Linked DNA regions of Ovis aries: region 2 is linked to region 1. The links are chromatin contacts, called in public Hi-C maps. All regions are on one chromosome and are shown on one strand. Each heading gives the region's core, a stretch centred on a gene start, on an enhancer-like site or on the middle of the called end of the contact. The rest is flanking DNA. Distances are from core to core; before and after follow the strand shown. Region 1 holds the start of LRRC8C (leucine rich repeat containing 8 VRAC subunit C). Region 2 has its middle 53 kb from the start of LRRC8D.

Region 1 (3,725 bases), core at 872-3,371:
CACCACACTTGGCAAAATAAGTGTGTATTTCCACTCTATTTCTTTTTCAAACTTGGGTTTTACTATGAAGTTATGTGTGACTACAACTTAAGTACAGACTATTAAGAATCATTAACAAATTGGTAAAAATTAGATACTTTTTACACTTTTCAAAATACATTTCCTGAAATGCCTAGTCCATCTGAGAAATAAGAGATTAGTACTGTTAACAAAGGCTTTGATCATTTTATTACTAAGAAAGTTGTTAAACATGCTTGCTATCTCTGATACTGCTGGTGGGTGAGTGGGCCTTATCTGTGGTCAAATCTGTTATGTGAACCATGAAAAGCATCCATCCTTGCAAAGCTGCTCCCCACCTCTCCCTCAAAAGCAAACAAACAATCTGACCTAAAGAGAGTATTTGATCACTCCAAAGTAAAGCCAGTCTGAGTTAGGTGCACGGTCTTCCCTATCTAAGCAAGTCACAAGAAGGCAAATATCACAGATTGGAGCTGTAGACACTTAATCTGTTACACGTGTCCACAGGTTTATGAATCTGAGCAAATTTTGTAAAGTATGGCTTACCTTTGGGGTTTACACAGATCATTTAAAAATAGAATGTAAAGAAAAATAAAAACTATAAAGCTGACGGCTGAGGTGACGGTACCCTACTGTGCCAAGAGCGTTAAGGCCAGTTGCCTACATCTCTCATCTGGATGGCATTTTAATAACTTGTCCATGAAGAAGCCTCCAGGATGCCTTAGGAAACCACTATATATCTGTCCGGAAATGTGACCGTTGGTTAAGGCTACATTTTTTACACGATTGAGAGCTTGTAAGAAATGTGTGACTAAAATAAGCCTTGCCATTTCCTTTACCTGTTCCTCCCCCATAAGTCTGCGTGAAATAGTCATTCAAATCTCCCTCTGCCCATCGCTGCTGGCACTCACACGGTTTGATGGGGGCTTATTTTTTACTTTAAGGTGGATAGGGACTTGAAAGTGTTTCCTCACCGGTTTGCTGCGAGTTTAAAATGCTTAAAAAGAATTCGAAAGTGAAGTTTGGCCCTAGCCCTTTGAAATATCTGTCCTGGGACGTGGGCTAGGTGTCCGTGGCACCCAAAGCTAGGTAGAGAGCAAGGTTTTGAAGGGACTAAAATCCGATGTATACCGTGGGTGGGGGAGGGAAGAACTGGCAGAGGGAGAGAAGAAAGGAATTAGCTTCTACAGAGCACATCCTAAGGTTGCTGAGATGCTAACTCCATCCCTAGCCGTGTCGTCGCTGAGAACCAGCTGGAAAGAGAAAGACCAGCGAGCCTGGGTTTGTGTCGAAAGCAGCGGTCTTGGTCTCAATCGCCGGCCTAGACACCTGGTTTCTGGGGCCCGCGAGATCCGGCGAAACCCTCTCTCCCCTCGGGTCCTGCTGGGGAGCAGGCATCGCGCTCTCGTTCCCTTCGGAGACCTAATTCCTCTCTCTCCCCAAAGTGCTAACTTCAGGGGCTCGGGGGTGGTAAGGGAAGGGCAGACCAGTAGGTAAAGACCCTGAGGTCTAAGGGAGGTTTAAGGTTGAAAAGAACGACGACCTCCCCCTGCGTGGCCCCGTTTTCTCCCGGTCCCCCAGCCCCATCCCCCCAAGTCCGCAGAACCTGCCGCGCTGCGCTTGGCGCCAGGCTGGGGTCTCTCCCCCGACGCTGGGCTGCCGCGGAATGGGTGGGGTAAGGATTGGCGGGTCCCCGGGCTCCGGCGGCGGATGGCTCCAGGGACCACACGCCGGGCAGGAGCCCACAGTCCGCCCGCCCGAGAGCCGGGGGAAGGCAGGGACGCGAACGAGGCGGGGCGAGTCGTGGCTCCAGCACACCTAGGGGACCGAGCCGGCGGTCCTCGGCGGGCCGTCCCTCTCCATCGCATCCCATCCCATCCCTCGGCGGTCCCCGCCCTTACCTCTGGGCGCGAGGGTGCCGGCGGCGAACGGAGCTGGGGAGCGGCGAGCCGTCTCCCGCCTGGGCTCAGCGGCGGCCAGCGGCAGCGGGGTCGCCCGCCGGGCGGCTGCTCATGGCTCGTCGCGCCCCGAAGCACTGCGGCCGCGGCCACGGCGGCGCCTTCCTCCTAGTCCTCTTCGCGGGCTCCGAGCCGGGACGCAGCTAACGCCCCAGCCCCGCAGCCCTCCTCCCCTCCGCCTCCCCGGCCGCGGACGGAGCCGCCTCCAGCGCCGCCCCGCGAGCGGCCCGGCCGGCGGCAGCCAGCGCCGCCCAGCGCCCGGCCCCGGGGTCGCCGCGCCGCCCGCCCGTCGGCTCCGCGGTGCCAGCCCCGCTGTGACGCAGGCCGCCGGGCCCGGGAACTTCCTCCCCGCGGAGACCACCCCGCGCCCGGGCCGGCCGCCGGGGACAGCCGCCGGCCGCCGAGGGCTTCCTTCAGGGCGCCCGGGAAGATCTCCCGCCGCTTGCCGGTGGAGCTGCTCCGGCCTCTGGAACGCCCACCTGGCGGCCCGTGCCTGAGGAATGGACCGGGGCCGCTACCTTCCCCATCCCTAACCCGAGGCTTCCCTGCGCTGGGCGGCCGCGCCGCAGTCGCGGCTCCACCCCGGGGTAAGTTGGAGGGGAGCCGCTACCACTAAAAATAGCCCTTCTGGGCACTCCTCGGAAAGACTGGGGAGGATGGAGATAATCCTTCCTCACTATCCTGCTCCCCTCACAGATGAGCAGAAGGGTGGGAGGGGGTGGTGGGGCACACTGAGAGAGACAGAGAACAAAGACAAAAACCAGTTTTCCTGGACCATAAAGCCCAGGAGCCGTTCCCTTGACACCTGAGCTTGCTGTCCGCTAGGAACCTCCTTGTTCCCGCATCCTGACAACCTGGCGCCAGGTTCTGGGGGACTGAAATCGAATGCTCCGCCTGCAGTTTCGTACTGTGCATGGAGTTGATTTTTCTCGTCAAAACCACCTGTTGTTTAAAGAGTATGGGGGAGGGGGTTTCTTTCTCCCCACCCACCCCCGGTCTTAAATAGACCTAAACCACGCTTTTCTTCTCCGCCTTTCTCTACCCACTTTCAGGATGAAAAGCGAACTCTGCCTTATTGAAAGCTGAGTCACCTGTACACAAAATCTCCCCAGTGGAAAAATGTATAGACAAGATTGCTAAGTAATATAAGATCTTCTGGAATGCCTTACCAATATGAGTTTTTCTCAGAGCACCAACAATTAAACTATTGCTTTGTCTTGGCATTCAGGAAAAGAGGGGTGTATGCCAACAGAGCAATTCATAGACAGCTAATCTTCTTCTTTTTTTTTTGCTAGTTGGTTTGTTCTTACACCCCAAACCTTAAGAAAGCAGGCGTCTCTCCTTTTACCCCATTTTTATCTCCAAGTCAAAATTAAAATTTGTCAAAAGTTGATTTCTTAGTCTTAACTGATTTTTCCATGCTCCTCTGGCAAATTCCTACACTTTTTCCAATTCCAGTACTGTTGTTGGGTGTCTTTCACAGAAGAAAACCTTCAACCCCCTTAGTCTTTAGGAGATGACCCTAACACTAGCCTTAATTAACCCAGTGAACAACACTTAATTCTAAAGTGGGGCCTTCCTCCTAGATAGCAGGTGGGAAAATTCCTGGAAGTTTCCTAGAGAAAAGACAAAGGCTGACTAGCAATTTGCTAAAAAAAAATTAAAAAAAAAAATTGTGAGTATCTTGCAGGCCACCAGGTATTAGCTGAGTTAACTAGTTAACTCAGTTAAGTTAAATACCTTACCTGG
Region 2 (3,725 bases), core at 731-3,230, 130 kb before region 1:
ATTTCCATAACACATCAGTATGCATTAAAGGATTTTTTTAGCTCTTCAAAATGATCATACAGTTAATAAAAATATCATACTTATCTATCAAACATCCATATATATTTATATGGTGCACTTAAATAAGTATTTGATTTTTCTCTCACAATACATAATGTGTGAGATTTACAGGACCAAAGTTATTGTATTAATCCCTAAGATTTGCTGGGCGTGAGACAATAGTGGAGTCTTGGTATCAGAGAGGAAGAAGAGGGCATTCCAGGCAAATCAAATGTCAGGAGCTAAAGCCCAGAGTTAAATAGTGCAAAGCCTGCGCCAGACCTGTAATGGGGGAGTGATAAATAAGCACTTACCATGTGCAGATGACACTACCCTTATGGCAGAAAAGGAAGAAGAACTAAAGAGCCTCTTGATGAAAGGAAAGGAGGAGAGTGAAAAAGCTAGCTTAAAACTCAACATTCAGAAAACTAAGATCATGGCATCCAGTTCCATCATTTCATAGCAAATCGATGGGGAAACAATGGAAACAGTGAGAGACTTCATTTTCTTGGGTTCCCAAATCACTGCAGATGGTGAGGGCAGCCATGAAATTAAAAGATGCTTACTCTTTGGAAGAAAAGCTATGACCAACCTAGATAGCGTATTAAAAAGCAGAGACATTACTTTGCCAACAAAGGTCCATCTAGTCAAAGCTATGATTTTTCCAGTAGTCATGTATGGATGTGAGAGCTAGACTATAAAGAAAGCTGAGCACCAAAGAATTAATGCTTTTGAACTGTGGTGTTGGAGAAGACTTTTGAGAGTCCCTTGGACTGCAAGGAGATCAAACCAGTCAATCCTAAAGGAAATCAGTCCTAAATATTCATTGATAGGACTGATATTGAAGCTGAAACTTCAATACTTTCGCCACCTGATGGGAAGAACTGACTCATTGGAAAAGATCCTGATGCTGGGAAAGGTTGAAGGCAGGACGAGAAGGGGATGACAGAGTATGAGATGGTTGGATGGCATCACTGACTCTATGGACATAAGTTTGAGCAAGCTCCAGGAGTTGGTGATGGACAGGGAAGCCTGGCATGCTGCACTCCACAGGATCACAAACAGTCATACTTGACTGAGTGACTGAACTGAACTGAACTATGTGCCCAGCACTGAGCTAAATCTGATCCATGGGCCAGCTCATTAAATATCTTAGTTTCTTAACAGTAAAGAAACTAACAATTTAGAAACTTCTACACAATTACAAAACTGATAAGCTTCAGACCTGGGACTCCAACCCAGATAATCTAATTCTAGCCCTAACTTAGACATTACACTGTAGCATTAATGTTAGGCAATCTGAGGTCAGATTTTGGAGGGCCGAGATATTTGAATTTTTTACCCAGAAAACTTGTGATTCTACATCTTTTCACCACTTTTCTAGGTTTGAGGAATTTCCTTTCAGTAAGAGGGGTTCAATATGAGCATGGTTTGAGGGAAAAGCATCCATACCGTCAGCATCTATGTGGGCATGCTGCTCACTTGTCCTGAGACACTGAGATGCCTCTCTGGAAGGGCATCTCCCTTTTGAGAATCGGCACTTTAGGTAATGGGGAAGCAAGGAAGACTCTTAAAAAAAGAACAAGGAAGGCAAGAATGAATGAATGGAAGACAAATTAGGCAACAAGGTGCGGAAAGGATTAGACACAAGAGATGGCGGCAGAGAAGCAGGAAAGAGACCAGGGCAGCATAACTCAGCACGGGTGATGAGGCCAGAGCTAGGCTGGGGCAACAGGAGAGTTGTTGAGAGAGCAAATTGATAGGATTTGGTGTCCAGGGTCCTCCGGGGGCTATGGAGAGGGAGGAGTTAGGCTCTAAATGTTTTATTACTGTGCTTTTCCTTCCTGAGTCTTCTGGGAGAGCTGACTGACCTGGGCACAGAGTCCCTGAGCCCTCAAAGGCTATTGTCACGTCAGCCACGGCCACTAGAGGGCTTCCCCGCCTCGCCTGCTCGCGCCCAGGGAGGGCTTCTCTGCTGTTTAAAATCCAAGTCAGGCTGGCCCTGGAATGCTTCAGCGGAGCCGGGGTTTAGAGCAGTCGATCTTCACTGACACGGAAAATTAGAAGGCCTCCCACTTGATCGACAGTGACTGGAAACTGAGTCTAACATGTAGCGATGAATGCAGGCGGGAGTGCAGGTGGGGGACCAGGAGGTGGAGGGGAGGAAACAGCTGCCTACAGAACTCCAGAGGCAGCCCTTAGCTGGTCTTGGCCTCAGGGGCCTGAGGCTCCAGAGATTCTGAATCTGCTCTCCATGGTCACTCAGCTGGGCCAGCAGTTGTTGCATTCCTCTCTCTGTCCCAGGTTTGAAGTGTGTGTGAATGTGTACACGTGTGGATGCATATGTATAAGGGTGTATATATAAGTGAGCGTTGTTTAGTCACTAAATTGTGTCCAACTTTTTTGTGACCCCATGGACTATAGCCTGCCAGCCTCCTCTATCCATGAGATTTTCCAGGCGAGAATACTGGAGTGGGTTGCCATTTCCTCCTCCAGATCTTCCTGACCCCGGGATAGAATCCAGGTCTCCTGCATTGCAGGCAGATTCTTGACCACTGAGCCGCCAGGGAAGCCCCTATGTAAGTGAGGACATGTGTACATATGTGTGTGCACGTGTGTGGGTGAGTTCTTGTGTGTACACACGTGGGTGCAGGTGTGTTAGTGTATGTGTATGCCTGATTGGGTACGTGTGAGCATGCTTGCGTGTGTATGTGTGCGCCTGCCATGCAGGGGGAATGTTAATGTTTTTTGCTTGGCTTCAGCCCAAAAGAGAAACAAATAATGAGATGAACGGAAGTGAACTCCAGTCTGGGCTTCAGCACTAATTAGCCGCTATCAGTTTTGACAAAGAGGACAGACAATAGTGGCAAATGAGCAAAGGATGGAAAACCCAGGGAGCTGGGTTGTACAGGGAGCCGGGAGGACACTCAACAGTCCCCTTGGGCAACAAGGCCATCTCAGAAGCCCAGGTGCCTTGGTCAGGCAGGAGACCCTTCCTGCCCTTAGGTGCAGATGAGTTGGCCAGCCCAGCATCTCTTTGGGCTGATTTTGATCTTACTAAGCGCTGCTTCACTTTTTCAAGGTACCCACTTCACCCTCCCCTGGGTGGTTTTTTCTTTTGTTTGTTAGGCTGGCCCCCGTCCACATTTCCCAGAGATAAGGTCACACCCCTCTTACTCACCAGTTGCTTAGAGGGCCCTGGCTTCAACCTGGGTCTGCACTGAGTCATGTTGTTCTGCCTTTAGGCTCTCCTTTTGCTTCCTGTGGGGCTTCCCTGGTGGCTCAGAGGATAAAGCATCTGCCTGCAGTGCAGGAGCCCCGGGTTTGATCCTTGGGTTGGGAAGATCCCTTGGAGAAGGAAATGGCAACCCACTCCAGTATTCTTGCCTGGAGAAGAATCCCATGGACAGACGAGCCTGGTGGGCTATAGTCCATGGGGTCACAAAGAGTCGGACACGACTGAGCGACTTCACTTTCTTTCTTTCTTTTGCTCCCTGTGGAGGTTTGGAAGAAGAATGGTGGAGGCAGAAGCACGGTTAGGTTTGTTAGGTTGTGAGAAAGAGCTGCTCCTTAACTTCTAGACCTGAGTATGTATTTATGTGAAATGGGTGGGAAAAATGGTGGTAGAAGGTGATGTCAGACCCCTCCCACCCCCAGGTAAGCCTTTATCCATCATCAATAGCTGG

The links. A called contact is a pair of places that touch in the nucleus more often than the background predicts.
Region 2: a Hi-C map of hypothalamus shows a contact between it and region 1, with 7 times the contacts expected there. The contact joins the enhancer-like site here to the promoter of LRRC8C in region 1. A contact is called at or near these places in 7 of 16 Hi-C or Micro-C datasets (hypothalamus, mesenteric adipose tissue, muscle and 3 more).

Annotation. Positions count from the first base shown.
Region 1 is chr1:67,002,819-67,006,543 of ARS-UI_Ramb_v3.0, reverse strand. It overlaps LRRC8C (leucine rich repeat containing 8 VRAC subunit C), which reads right to left and starts at 2,121. Exons shown (of 3, transcript XM_004002179.6): 1 at 1,920-2,121. LOC105611345 (a long non-coding RNA gene) reads left to right here and starts at 2,336. Exons shown (of 3, transcript XR_009596862.1): 1 at 2,336-2,563.
Region 2 is chr1:67,128,001-67,131,725 of ARS-UI_Ramb_v3.0, reverse strand. No RefSeq gene overlaps it. Among named protein-coding and RNA genes, the nearest start is that of LRRC8D, 53 kb to the left of the region's middle. Within about 2 kb of position 1,980, at least 16 of the 54 cell types and tissues checked have an H3K27ac peak or open chromatin away from gene starts, as enhancers often do. A contact at or near this core is called in hypothalamus, where this site is marked.